Linked DNA regions of Cyprinus carpio: region 2 is linked to region 1. The links are chromatin contacts, called in public Hi-C maps. All regions are on one chromosome and are shown on one strand. Each heading gives the region's core, a stretch centred on a gene start, on an enhancer-like site or on the middle of the called end of the contact. The rest is flanking DNA. Distances are from core to core; before and after follow the strand shown. Region 1 holds the start of LOC109048993 (cysteine/serine-rich nuclear protein 1-like). Region 2 overlaps LOC122142246 (a long non-coding RNA gene).

What was found. A called contact is a pair of places that touch in the nucleus more often than the background predicts.
Region 2: a Hi-C map of skeletal muscle shows a contact between it and region 1, with 2.5 times the contacts expected there. The contact joins the enhancer-like site here to the promoter of LOC109048993 in region 1. A contact is called at or near these places in 5 of 8 Hi-C or Micro-C datasets (liver and skeletal muscle).

The regions. Positions count from the first base shown.
Region 1 is chrB24:13,044,457-13,051,704 of ASM1834038v1, forward strand. It overlaps LOC109048993 (cysteine/serine-rich nuclear protein 1-like), which reads right to left and starts at 2,892. Exons shown (of 5, transcript XM_042752386.1): 1 at 2,637-2,892. It overlaps LOC122142246 (a long non-coding RNA gene), which reads right to left. Exons shown (of 6, transcript XR_006158471.1): 4 at 6,019-6,113; 5 at 4,957-5,134; 6 at 3,580-4,793.
Region 2 is chrB24:13,128,382-13,135,629 of ASM1834038v1, forward strand. It overlaps LOC122142246 (a long non-coding RNA gene), which reads right to left. Exons shown (of 6, transcript XR_006158471.1): 3 at 7,155-7,248. Among protein-coding and RNA genes, the nearest start is that of LOC122142246, 21 kb to the right of the region's middle. Within about 2 kb of position 3,355, at least 1 of the 8 cell types and tissues checked has an H3K27ac peak or open chromatin away from gene starts, as enhancers often do. A contact at or near this core is called in skeletal muscle, where this site is marked.

The sequences.
Region 1 (7,248 bases), core at 1,642-4,141:
CTCTAGATGTTCAGCTACGCCAGAGACATTCTGTTCCTGAACCGCAACCCATGCAGAGTACACATTCATCCCAAATAGGAGCGCGCACTGGTGTGGGAGGAGGGTAGCCACCGAGAACTTTAAACAAATAAATAATGTGATGTCTTCAGCCCACAGGAATTCTCCCCTGGCAACGGCGACACATTCTGTAATAGTCTATCTATCCCAGATGTGTCTGTGTAGTCCAGACCGCTATTGCCCAAGAGGAACCACCTCAGACAGAAACATCTATAAAAACACCTGATGAGGTGTCATGAGTCATCACAGATTACATTATTAGGGTGAAGATGAAGATTTGTGTCATACAGCTGTATGGACTCTCTCCATCATACTATGCATTTCCAAATTAAAAAATACACAGAGAAAGATCTTTAAACAGCACACGTAAAGCTACAGTTATTTGGGCTTCAAGTTGCATTTAAAAAAAATGATAGATATCCTAAAACACCCTCGGAAAATGATTTTGCAGTTTTGAGTGAAACATTCCTCACATTTTAAGTCAACGAGTGGAAAATATGATCATCAGGAAACTGAAAGCAAATGGAACAATTTGCATCAATATCCGAAATGCAAACTTCCAACAGAGTGTGCAAAGTGTAGCTTCCTTGAGAAGTCATCAGCATGAGTTTGTACTGAATACCTTAATGGTGGAAGAAAAAAAAAGAAAAAAAAAAAAACCTAGCCATCTTTACCAGTCTCTTAAGACTCCCAAGGGAGACTATTTGTGTGTGTCAAGGGTGGGGGAGCTCAGGGGTCAGCAGCTCACGTCTGGGGCGCTCACTGGTACCTCACAAGTTTGGAGGAATACTAGAAAGTGACAAAACAGATGGGACCCCTCTGCTTCTCTGTTTTAGAGACATCAGGACCTCCTCCTCCTCAATACAACCACACAATTGCCACACACTGAACTATCCCAAATAGTAACACCCAGTCTGTGGGTGGAAGCTTAATAAAAAGATGACATGTTGTGATGTACACTAATGATGTTGACATCATCTCAATTAAAAGGTATGACTGCTTTAAATGAGACGTGAAGACTTAAAAGAGGTAAGGAAACCAGTTGACTGATTTCAATGTCCATGGTACACGTGCAAGTTCACACCTCATCAACCCACAAGTACATAAAATATATATTTTTTTAATCTTTTATGGGTCCTATTTGATAAGTTTAACGTGTACTGAAAATGAAAACAACATATTTACATCAACATCGTTTTGTAGGAAACGAAACTCACTCGTGCAAAACTCAGGGCTCGAGTGATAAAGTTTTAAAAGACATAAAACGCAATAAAAGACTTACTAAGGTTGGTTTAGGAATAAACATGAGCATGTAGGCGAGGTATGTAAACAAAATTCGATTAGCAATATTAACTATTCCCACAAACAATCCAAGTGAGGTCGCGCGAGAGACACGAATCTGCTCTCACTCGAACTTTCGAAACATCTACAAATACGCAAAGATTCTCTCAATAGCAAGTGCTGCCGAGCTGGTATTTTTGACAATACACTCAGTTTACATACAAGCTTATAAGTGAATACAAAACTTCCACTCTCAAACATTCAATCTGCTTAGGCTACAGACAGGGACTGTGAATTACCTCAGAATGGAACCCAGTAAATGTGTAACAAACGAGTGTGAAACGAGACCATTAGGTTACATTTTCACTTCAGTAACCCCAATCACGCCGCGCACAACGTGTCAGTAATTGTTGAATAATCTCGTGATGACACTCCTCGTGATTGACTGATGTCAATCACAGCATTCATCATATAAACTGTTATATCATAACAATAAGAAATGTGTGGTTTTAAAGCAAGAAAACGAGGAAATAAATGAATAGTTTACATTTATTTGTGTGTGGATTTATATTGGCAATCATTAAACTCAACGAAGTGAAACCGGGCTCGGATCAAGTAAGGTTTCCCTCAGACCTGCGTTCATCCTCGCATGCACACACGGTGACGTCACTGGGGACTGGAAGTGCATGTGAGGCTGAGCGCAGATCTGCAGGCAGACTGTTGAAATGATGCGGTGTGGCACCTTAAGGAGTCGCTCGCGCTTCAGAAGACACACCAGCACTATAAACGTGAACGAGGAATGCACTCGACACATAACACACATCCAAACCAGCAATTACGGCTTATCGGATACACACACATACGGTCCACTATGCTGGAAAACAGCTGCTTACGAGAGCGATCTTTTCATTAAACCCAGCGACCGCAACCATTTACGTTAAAGTGTTTGACAGACAAAACGCTTATATTTACTCCGAATACACTACACTTAAGCATGCGGGTTAAAATAATAAATCGTTTAAAGATTTATTAGAGAAACAAAATGTGTGAATACATTGAAAACCCAAAACAATGGCGAATAATGTAAACTTTAGTTAGTTTTTTTTTTTTTCTGTCACGGCAGCATACAACAATGTCCTCTCCATTCGCTATTTGAAATAGTTACACAACACATTTTATCTGTTTACACTGGCCGACAAAAGAACATTGAAAGTATCTGGCTGGACTCCAGCACCGAGGTTTGCCTATTAGACACATTACAAGTGCAGCGTTAAAGAGCGCGAACCTCCGCTACTCACCAATAACGTGTCCGATCAGCATTAGTATATCACAATAGAGGAAAAGAAGAAGCGGTAATAATCCAAGTGATACGAAAGCGCGTTTATCCGTATAGAGATCCCGTTCTGTCCGTGTGGCTATTGTGCGCTCGGCGTGCTGAAGCAGCAGCTGAAGCTGTTCCTCTTGTCTAAAGCAGACGGCTGAGCAGCGCAGTCTTTTCGTCAGTGGAAAACTCCCTCCTGGCGTGTGACGCAGGCGGTGACTCTGCCCACGCGCCGCTTCCTGCCTTCCGCGCGGAGCGACACTCCTCCTGGCGCACTCGCATTCTGACACATAATCACTATAGTAACATGATTGATAAAATAACAATAACCGCCGTTTATAGGAAATAGTATAGGTTTCATTACTCTGAAAAAAAAAAACTACTGTAGGCATAGTTCCTGTAGTAATCATAGTAAATAACATTTCCTAAAAACATAGAAAGGCCTTTCAGAATCTTTCTGCTATTTTGTTTTATAACAGTGGTGCATAATAACATGTTTTCTATGGTAAACTGTGTGTGTGTGTATTAGTGCAGTCAAAAGATAAACCCATACCAATCAAAAACCAAACAAAAACTTAACATATACTTAGTATATTAATTTATATATATATTAACTTAAAAATTTAAGAAAGCACGTATAAATATAATTATATATTAAATATATATATTAAATATATGTAATATATACATGTAAATATATGTAAACATTTTCAAAATATATATTGTATGTGTGTATTTGCATATACATAATAAATATACACAGCACACACACATAATATGTAAACAAATAAATAAAATGATTATGTGTGTGTGTGTGTGTGTGTGTGTGTGTGTGTGTGTGTATGTGTGTGTGTGTATATATATATATATAAATATATATATACACACACACATGGTAATGTTTGCTATCGTAAATTATATATAAATGTATAATATAAAATGTATTTAATAATATGAATAATTAAATTTATATAATTTAAATGTATGATTTACTCTAGATACTCTTAGGGTTTTTCTTTTACCTTTCTCGTATGATATTTGTGACTAAATAAATTAAATATGTGTAGTTTGATGTTGACTACGTGGTTGTTATTCATAATTTCCTGAGTCAGTCTCCACTGAATTAATGAGTCATAAAGCTTTTGCATCATTTAGTAGTAAATCCCGTAATACTTTTGCATCATTTAGTAGTAAAACTTGTAAAACTCTTGCCTAATTTATTGGTCAGGTTGTTGCAGATGTGCACATTGACATGCAAACTCTCAGACATATAATGAATAAGTAATTTGATTACATTTTTTATGTTTATTAAAAAAATTAGACTGGGGCTGAGGACAAGTTCAGGGTGAATCACAGTGATTTCAGGTATGACTGAACATCATGTCCCCTCCTATCTAAACCATCTCTGAAGTGTTACACCTGTGTCATCATTAACTGCGCACGCCTGCATGACACAGAATTCCACTAATGCAGTATTTATCAGAATGGTGTACAGCCCAGACGTGTTTAGGAGGAGAAACTTTCGATTTCTAGAGAAAAAGGGAGTGTTGCCAGTATCAACACAGGTGTAAAATGTTTGGGTGGAGGCAGCTACTTTTTGTGTACTGAGTGTATTAATCGAACACAGGATCACAGCTCATTTTAGAAGGCTTCGGTCCTTGGGGCCCCGTAAAGCACATAATCATTCTCCAAAACAAATAGGCAGGTCTGATGGCATGCTGAGAATCACATGGCATGCTGTTGTTGCAATACACAAACTAAACTGTTCGACTAAGCTGTGCTCAAATCACTACTCTTGAGCACTTTTATAGTTAATGTTGCTGATTGCTTCTGTGTACATGTTGTTAATAGGTGTTTACTTGTGATTTTTGGCATGATTCATCAGTGTTGGTTTATCTATTAGTGCACGTGTTGAGACAACAAAGCTGGAATGTCCTGTAGATCGTCTCTTCCTGATTAACTTGGCTGTCGCCGTCATGCTTTTAGACACCGTTCAAGTGTATCTAGATAGTCGGCCTTTTAGTACTTTGTCACTTCTCTACTTAACTCCAGCCAGCAAAACCACTAATATCTGTTAGCGTTAAAGAGATTGGCTGACTCTTGCTTTGTCACTGTGGTCTTCAGCTGACAAAACCTGTTAAAAAGAGAAATAGAAACACAGTGTGCTTCCAAAGTAAGGCATCACTGTTACATGCAATAATATTGATAAAAGATGGTTCAGGACATGAAAGAACTCCTCACAAATTCCCAAAGTGAAAAAAAAAGTTAAAGTTAAAGGGATGAAGACTGATACTCACAAATGTTTGTCTGCTCTTCCAAGAAAAGGAGCCTCGGGAGGGGGAGGGGAATGGTTTTGCCAGGGTCACTGGCTCAGGCCTGCATATATTACCCACTATGTCTTTAAAAGTGTGCCAGAGACTTTACCGCAGAGGACGCCCCACATCGAGAACAATAATGGCCCTCAATGCTTACCATCTGCAGGGAGAAAAAAAGCCATTGCTGCACGTGTTCTTAGTAGCACCTCACATGAACTGACTCGCACATTACTGAGCTGGGCTCATATACCTCAGTGCATACATTACAGAACAAGTGCACGCTGGAGTTTCCCATTCAGGTTTTATAGGGAAAGTTCACCCAGAAATTACAATTCTGTAAATATGTAGTCATTCTCATGGTATTCCAAACCTCACAAGCTGAATTTATGAAAAATATCCAGCCCCAAAATGAAAAATAAAAAATAAAATAAAAAAATAAAATAAAAAGTTTAATTAAAACATTCTGAATAATATACTAGAAAACTAAAATAAAACATATTAAAAATGTTAATTATTATTATTCTTTTTATTTTATTATTATTATTATTATTTTTTTTTTTAATAACATACTTTGAACATACTGTGAATAAAAAAATACAAATGTTTTTAAAAAGTTAAAAAATTTTTTTTGAATAATATACTGGGAACTAAAAATAAAATAAAATAAAATAAAATAAAATAAAATAAAATAAAATAAAATAAAATAAAATAAAATAAAATAAAATAAAATAAAATATTTATTTTTAAACTCGACAACCCCATTTTTCATTTGATTTTAATTGGCGAAAGTGGCCAGGATACTCAGGATAAAAATTCAACTTTTGTGTTTCACAGAATAAAGAAAGTTAGATTTACATTTTAATTACATTTTCTGGTTGAACTATCCATTTTAGTTTGTTTAAATGTTTAATATCTCAGAAAATGCCTTTGGAAGCAAGCAAAAATAAACACCCTCACAAGTTTGCAAATTAATTAGGGAAAACCAGTGATAGGTCCCCAGGACAAAGCCTTCCAGTGCGTATTGAGAAAGAGAGGGGTGCTTACAGGAGTCAGGGTGAAGTGCAGGGTTTTTGGGAACAGATTGATGGCCCCAGCTGTCCCTAAGGAGTGAGGCCAGACAAAGATGGGCAGCTGGTCACCTGTGGATGAGACAAGTGCTGACACTTCTGGATCTAGTATTCACTGGGAACCCAATTATCGCCTTACAGTCATCCTGTATTCTTACCACTCCTGATTATAGAGTAGCAACAACTTTTGAGTATTACAGAACTATGTGTGCTGACAGCCGAATAAAACTAAGCAAACATACACGTTTTTATAATTTTTAAAGTACATTTTGTAGAATTTTCAGAAAATTCCAACCCTGATCGGCAATAGAATGCATTATTACCCACCCACTTTTTCAGCAGAACTTGTTATGCAAGTATTTTTTCCATTAATTTTTCCTATAGTGATTATAAAAAAAGAGTTTTTATTAAATCGTTTGAACCAAGCCAACCAGCATCAAGGTGAATCACAACATTACAAACTTTTATTTGAAGCAAGTATTTGAAAATCAGACAAAAAGACAAAGGTATAAGACTATGTACTTAATGGCACTGTATACTTTAGTGAGGAAACTACAAAATGACATATCTATAGAAACAATTCATTTTAGGTTTATTGCAAAATATGCATATGTGACCCTGGACCACAAAACGAGTCTTAAGTAGCACGGGTATATTTGTAGTAATAGCCATCGTAATACATGGCAGTGTATGGTACATAATACAATAGCCAATATTGTATAGGTCAAAATTATCGATTTTTCTTTTATGCTAAAAATCATTAGTATTTTAAGTAAAGATCATGTTCCATGAAGATATTTTATAAATTTCCTACTGTAAATATATCTAAACTTTAGTAATATGCATTGCTATGAACTTCATTTGGACAACTTTAAAGGCCGTTTTCCCAGTATTCTGATTTCTTGCACCCACAGATTACAGATTTTCAAAAAGTTGTATCTCAGTCAAATATTGTCCTAACAAACCATACATCAATGGAAAGCTTATTTATGCAACTTTCAGATGATGTATAAATCTTCATTTCAAAAAATTGACCCTTAAGACTGGTTTTGTGGTCCAGGGTCACATATAGGCCTAGTCAAATATTTAATTATTCAGAGAACGCAGGGAGACAGCATCATGGGTAATGTAGTTTTCACAGCACACTCCACTGTTAAAAAATTATTAAAAAAATTATTTCAACAGATGGCTTCTACAAAAGCAGATT
Region 2 (7,248 bases), core at 2,105-4,604, 84 kb after region 1:
CCTTTTGTATTTAATGAAGAAAATCATACAGGTTTGAATGACATAACGGTAATGATGACAGAATATGGAATTAATTTATTTCCAATATTGTCACAGATAAATAAAAAATTATTTCTAATTATCAATAAATAAAATGCAGAAATGATGATCAGTTTTGTGATCAGTAAAAAAAAAGGTCATTATTTACACATTTTAGTTGTATAAATATTTCAACAGTAGTTTTGTTTATTTTAATAATTTATATTTTTTAATTTATCTGTATTAATATTGGATATTTAATTGTGCATGCTCATTTACAGTATTACAGATTGCCTTTGCCATTAATGCTTACTTAAAATTAATAAATTGAAAATGCAAATAATTTATTAACACTCAAAAAAAAACTTTTAAGCCTATTTTTTAGATTTACGCAATTTAATTAATAGTAAAATTCCATCAAATTGAATTTAATAATTGATTAAGTATTGTTTAATTATTCAATTAAAATATGTAATGACTATTCAATTCCATTTGATGGAATTTTACTATTTACAGTCAGAGCCAGTGAGACGTTAAGACAAAGCGAGCGCTGTCTCCTAGAGGGTAGCAGCATGTTCCGAACCGTCGGGCGCTCAGAGACCTGTTCTGTGAATCCTCACAGCACATCGGTGCAAAGTCTGCCGCTGTCTGACTGTTCCCATGGCAACGGCCAGGTGAGCAGACAGGCTGGAGAACACGGTGGGAACATGTGACTCTCTCCACATGCTCAGACACACAGACAGACACGCATGCAGATCTGTCACTTAAAAGCACACTGTCTCACAAAACATAAGCACACCTAGAACAGTGGGAACGGGTTACTACTGACGCATGCATGTGCAAATGTCTTGTTATTTAAAATCTGCACACACAGCATTTCTGTGACTGCTAACTAACATTCACAAAGACAAGGCAGTGTTTTCTGCATTAGCCTGGATGGAAAGACAGTGAGAGAGAGGGAAAGAGGAAAGGCGGGGCCATCTGCCTGGGGACTGGAACTCAGAGGTGTCATGAAGTCTGAACATCATGTAACGAACAGAACTCTGACAGCAAAGAGAGAGAGAGATAGGACATTGGGATAATTAGCTACTGTGAAAAAATAGTCCTTGGCTAACGTGATGAGTTAGTTCTTCCTCACCCTCATATAACAAAGGAGCCAAAGAATAGATATTTCTCAGTCTTACATCAAGGCAAAGTTATTACTGTTAACTAAATTATGATGTTTAATAAGCTATAGGAAGGCTAAAACCAGAAAAGAAAAAATAATATTTCCATTAACAGAAAAAAAAATGTGCTTTCAAGCAACTAAACTGAAACATGCATTAAATACGCATTATACAACATAAATGTGTCTTGTTTAGCCTCCAATAAAACACTTATATAATTTTATACATAACTAGTAGCTCAATATTCCAAAGTTTGGAAGGATTTTGGCAGTGAATGTTTATATATACCAGGGGTAGGCAAGTTCGGTCCTAGAGAGCCGAAGTCCTGCAGAGTTCAGCTTCAACCCTAATCAAACACACCTGAACAAGCTCATCAATGTCTTCAGGATTACTACGGCTACAGGCAGGTGAGGTTTTTTTTAGGGTTGGAGCTGAACTCTACAGGACTGTGGCTCTCCAGGACCGAACTTGCCTACCCCTGATATATACTATATATAACGTATGAATGTAGATTTTTATTTTAGATTGTTTAACTTATATAGATTATAAATATATATAAATGTAAAAAATCTAAAATAAAAAATTATATATGGACACGCAATAAATATAAAACAAAGTAAAAAAGTCTTTTAAAAAAAGTTAAATAAAAAGTGTTGTGATATTTATTACATATATGCATTATCTGCCATGCAAAAACTAATATATATATATATATATATATATATATATATATATATATATATATATATATATATATATATATATATATACACATACATAGACATATATACATACATACAGTAGTGGCCAAAATTATTAGACACCTGACAGATCTGAAAATATAGACCTTTTTGCCTCCAAAACATGATTTCATCTCATGATCATGAAACATGCAGATAGTTGCTCTGAGCACAAAAAAATGTCAGATGAAGTGACTCGTACTGTTTTTATTCACTTTTAACTGCAATATTTGATATGTCCACCTTTTGCAGCAATTACAGCAGCACATCTCTCTGGCATAGTGTCAATATATTTCCAGAGAACTTCAACACTATATATATATGAGCACTTTGCTGCTCTTGTTTGTATAATAAATATATATATAATATATATATATATATATATATATATATATACATAAATTAAAAATACAAAACAAACACACAAAAACACACACACACACATATATACACATTATCTGCCATGGATATCAAAAACTATAAACTAGTTTCTTGATTCACAATCTGCATCCAGTTCATGTTGCAAATTTATAAATGCAGAGTGATGGCAGTTACTATTTACTGCTAAATGCACATTCCTATTACATTTCATCATCAGCAAGTAGGCCTACTACTGTAGGTGGTGTTGTTATAAGCAGTTTAAGCATGTCAAATGACACGTCACTGCTCAAATGAATGATGAATGAAAATATGCAATTCTGCATGTAAGGTTTCATAAGAGAGACAAGCAATGAATGTGATGGAGTTCAAAATCATCCATCATCATTCAAGCTCATCAGCAAGTGTCAGATTTTTGTAAGCTATCGTGGCTCACACGTGGCTATTTAATTCATAATGAATGACGTGCTGAATGTGTATCTCCACTCCACATTACTTATTGATAGAATTCTCTTAGCGTCTGCTACCATAACTGGTATAAGAGGCCGCTAGTGCCCCAGCTGAGGGGAAATGCACTTGCAGTAGCTCCGGCATCAGGGAACAGTGCAGCGCTCGCACTCGGCTTAGGTTTCAAAAACACATGTGGCTCAGGAAATCCCATTGGATCTTCTGTACAGCCACTTGAGAGCCCTGCAGGGTGACTGTGGCTATTTCAAAGCCCGGGGGCCCTTATTGGCCCATGATGTAGAGACGAACTTCACCCAAGGCCACTGAAAGCACGGGGCCGTCCACTTTTAGAGCTGTTGGCCATGGTATATAAGGACATGTTTGCAAATACAGTCACCAGGGTACACTGAAGGGGTATTTTTAGAAGATCTTTAATAAGCATCCCGAATTAGCATGGGGCAAAACATAACTCATAATATGATTCACTCCAGATATGAGCATGAGCCTTAGTTTGTTATGACATCATCCAGTGGTCGAAGAAAGACCCTGCCTTACAGAGAACAGGGAATCAGTTTGATGCACCTGTGAGGTTGACCTTATCATGAACTCAGGGTTGGAAAGAAAATAAAGCGATTGATTGACAAGTTGTTCTGGCTGATAAATGTTCACTAGTTCAACCAAATATGAAATTCTGACTCATGTAGTGATCAAAGATCATGCTATTACAATTACTTGAGAGCTTTCAAGCTTCAAAAATAGTGCTAAAGCACCATAAATGTATTTATGGTCCATATGACTTGTGCTATATTTCATGTCTTTTAATCCCATTCAATAGATTTGACTGAGGAACAGACAAATTTGCTGAAAGTCTTCCACTGCAATGAGTTGTTAACCGCTGCAACCTAATCACTTAACTGATCTGAACTTGAGTCAGTGAGACAAAATCATTGAGTCGGTAAGTTAAACCCAAACCAGTGAGACTGATTCCTGGAGTCAGTGAGCTGAATTCTAGTCAATGAGAACAAATCAGAGTCAGCCATTTGAATTAAAGTCAATGAGACTGAATCACTGAGTCAGTGAGTTGAAGCCAAACCAGTCAGACTGAGTCAGTGAGTTAAACTTAAATCAGTGTGACCATTTCATTATTTGAACTCAAGCCAAAGAGACCAAATTACTGAGTCAGTGAGTTAAGTCCAAATCAGTTGCACTAAATCATTGAGTCGGTGAGTTGAATTAGAGTCAATAAGAATAAATCAGTGAGTTGAACTCAGATCAGTAAAAGCAAATAATTGAGTTAATGAGTTAAACTTGAGTCAGTGGGACTGAATCACTGAGTTAACAAACTGAACTGAGACCTGGACTGTGAACAAAATTTTTTAAGTACTGGACCAACCAATTAATGGAAACATTCAGACTCAAACTGACTCATGATCTGTTCATGATTCGGACAACACTGCTCATAAATGTGACAAGGAGAGCTTGATGATATTGATAAGGATGAAAAATAATGACAAAATTTAATTTTTTGGGTGAACTATCCCTTTAAAATTTGGATGCAACAGTGAGTTCTTAATACAGGTTCACCTGGCTCACCTTCAGTCTACTCCAATCATGTCTCATAAACTCAAAGGACGAACGTGACTCATCTGCCTCGCCGTCAGTCCAGACTGATCTTCACATGTTGTTTAGATTCTGGAGGACATGCATGCCTTTCACTTCTGATTCCAGCGGACAGGAGTGACTGACCTTGTCAATGGACACAGAACTGCTGTGTCTGTCAGTATTGAGGAACCTGTCACATCCATCTTCAGTTAATTGTCGCATTAGATTACTGATGGCAGGTATGAATGTGCCTTAATGACACAGGGGCTGCCAAAACAGCTCTTCATAAAGAAATCTATAGGCTCTGTCAATTCTGAATGCTGAGCGATTAAGCTAGCCTAACTCCCAGTCTAACTCCCCTTTGCTGTCCTGGAACACATGAAGGGGAAAATTGCTTTCACAAGGTAGCAGTGAGTTTGGATCCCATCACAGGGACCTCTTATTGGAATGTCAGCTTTGATGAATGGATCCAAATGAACATTCCCCACATCGGAGGCCTTTCGCTGAAGAAGAGGATCACTGCTGCTCTTGCTCTTCAGCAGCTGTATCTGCTGATCCCTCAGATGGTGGGGGGGAGGTGAAGTGGAACGGCATAAAAAAGCTCAGCTTGAGGTAATTCATACCACTTTGAATCATTAGAAACACCGGGACAAAGTGGGCACCTAAAACCAAGCTCAAGGTCGACCTTTGCACTTCCTGTTTCCTGTTCGCTTGCTGACGTGGTTCAGATTCCAGACTCCAAAGACATCTCAAAATGGACATGACTGGACAAGCATACTTGCTTATTTAATTAGTTATTTTGAAACATACGAGTATTCAAGGTTCAAAAGGAACACTAGACTAGCAACCAAATGCAATACAAAACTGGCAGGTATTTACACTACCATTCAAAAGTTTTGGGGTCAGTAAGTTTTTTGGCTTTTTTTTTTTTTTTTTTGGAAAGAAATAAATACTTTTATTTAGCAAGGATGCATTAAACTGAGCAAAAGCAACATTTATAGAGTTACAAAAGATTTTTATTTCAGATTAATACTGTTCTGTTGAACTTTCGGTTCATCAAAGAATCCTGAAAAAATGTATCATGGTTTCCACAAAAATATTAAATGGCAAATAACTGTTTTTAACATGGATGATAATAAAAATCATGCTGCACTGAAGACTGGAGTAATGGCTGCTGACAATTCAGCTTTGTCATGATAGGAATAAATGACATCTTACAATATATTAAAATTATAATATTTCAAAATATTATGTTTTTCTCCTGTATATTTGATCAAATAAATGTGGTGAGAATAAGACAATTTTGAAAAAAAAAAAAACATTTAAAAAAACTTACAGACCCCAAACATTTGAACTTTAGCGTTAAACAAATTTAATTCAAATTGATAAAATATAAACAGTCTACTAAAACAGCTGTTTAAAGTAAACATTCAAAATCAAAGTTTTATCTTGGATGCCAAAGCTTTTCTTCCAGAACCTCATGTTGTGACACAAATATTCATATCAGTTAGTCACCAAAATAAAAATATGAGAAACAAAACCACAAAGTGCCTTCATATTTTTGCAGAAGGTACAATTTAACAGAGAAATAAGTTTGATCAGTGAACAAACCATTCAGGCTGGTTTTGTGAACTAAATGAACCAAATCGCTGTAAAGATCCAAATCAAAAGAACAATTCATCCATGAATCACATCCAAAAAATCAGTTTTTCAGTGAATAACAGCTAAATTTCGGTCTGTTTCTAACACAAAGCTATTACAACACTTTAGAAGACTCTGAATACAACACACAACTTATGTGGACTTTTATGGTGCTTTTTAGAGTTTGACAGCCCCACTGCTCGTTAACTTTCATTATACACAAGAGAGTGGCCAGGGTATTCCTTAGAAATTCTCTTCTAGAGTTCCACAGAAGCAAGTCAGTTGCATGGGTGCGGTACAACATAAGAGTGAGTAAATGATGACAGAATTGACATTTTTGGCAAACTATCCCTTTAAAGACATTTTTGGATTGTGGCTTGGACTTAAGAGCTGCAGATTATAAAACTATCCAGATCAAGTGAGTTCTTTGTCCTACGCTTGTTTTTGGACACAGGCTGATGAAGACACAGCTGATCCCAAATCAGATACCACAAGCAGACCATGTCTCACGCCAGAGTAGGATAAACATAAGCGCCTGAGTGTCTGCAGTATTTGTGGTGTGTACTCTCATGTTCTCTGCTGCGTTAATTGCTGCCGTTGCGCTATAAATAGAGAGCGCACATCCATGGCCAGGTTTCTTTGTCCCTCTCCTCTGTATTCAATATGCTGCTGCTATTTCCGTGAGTGCTGCACTCCAAAATAGCCGGTATTGAGCTCTAGTGGATCCCTGTGTGCTTGCCTGTAGATCTAAAAATAGCACCTGTCAGATATTTTCTCCAGCGTGCTGGCTGCATTCAGATGAGCTAAAGGGGTATTAATATCCACCGGCAGCATTGTCATATCCTGCAACTGATCACGCATAACGTGGGTGGAGTGTGCGTGACTTCATGATTGTGTATGTGTGTGTGTGTGTGTGAGGATGAGTGTACGCTGACATCATCTGGCTTAGACGACTCATCTAGTTCGCTCTCAGTGACCTCCTGTTTGCAGCCCAGGAAACCACAATGTGATACTGTGCACTGGAGCTGTAGGGCATTTGATTATAATATATAATAATATATAATATTTAATTCATCCAAGAGCTCTAGGTTTCACTTCTGTTCCTGTGCATGCATAAAACACAGGGCTGAAAAATGTAGTGCTGATGGTTAAAGCCACTCACATGTAGTGCTGTATTGTGGTGCTGTGTGCAGGATGCTGTTGTGTGCAACTCCCTCTGAGCTCCTGTGTCTGTCCCCTCTGACTCCAGCCATTAA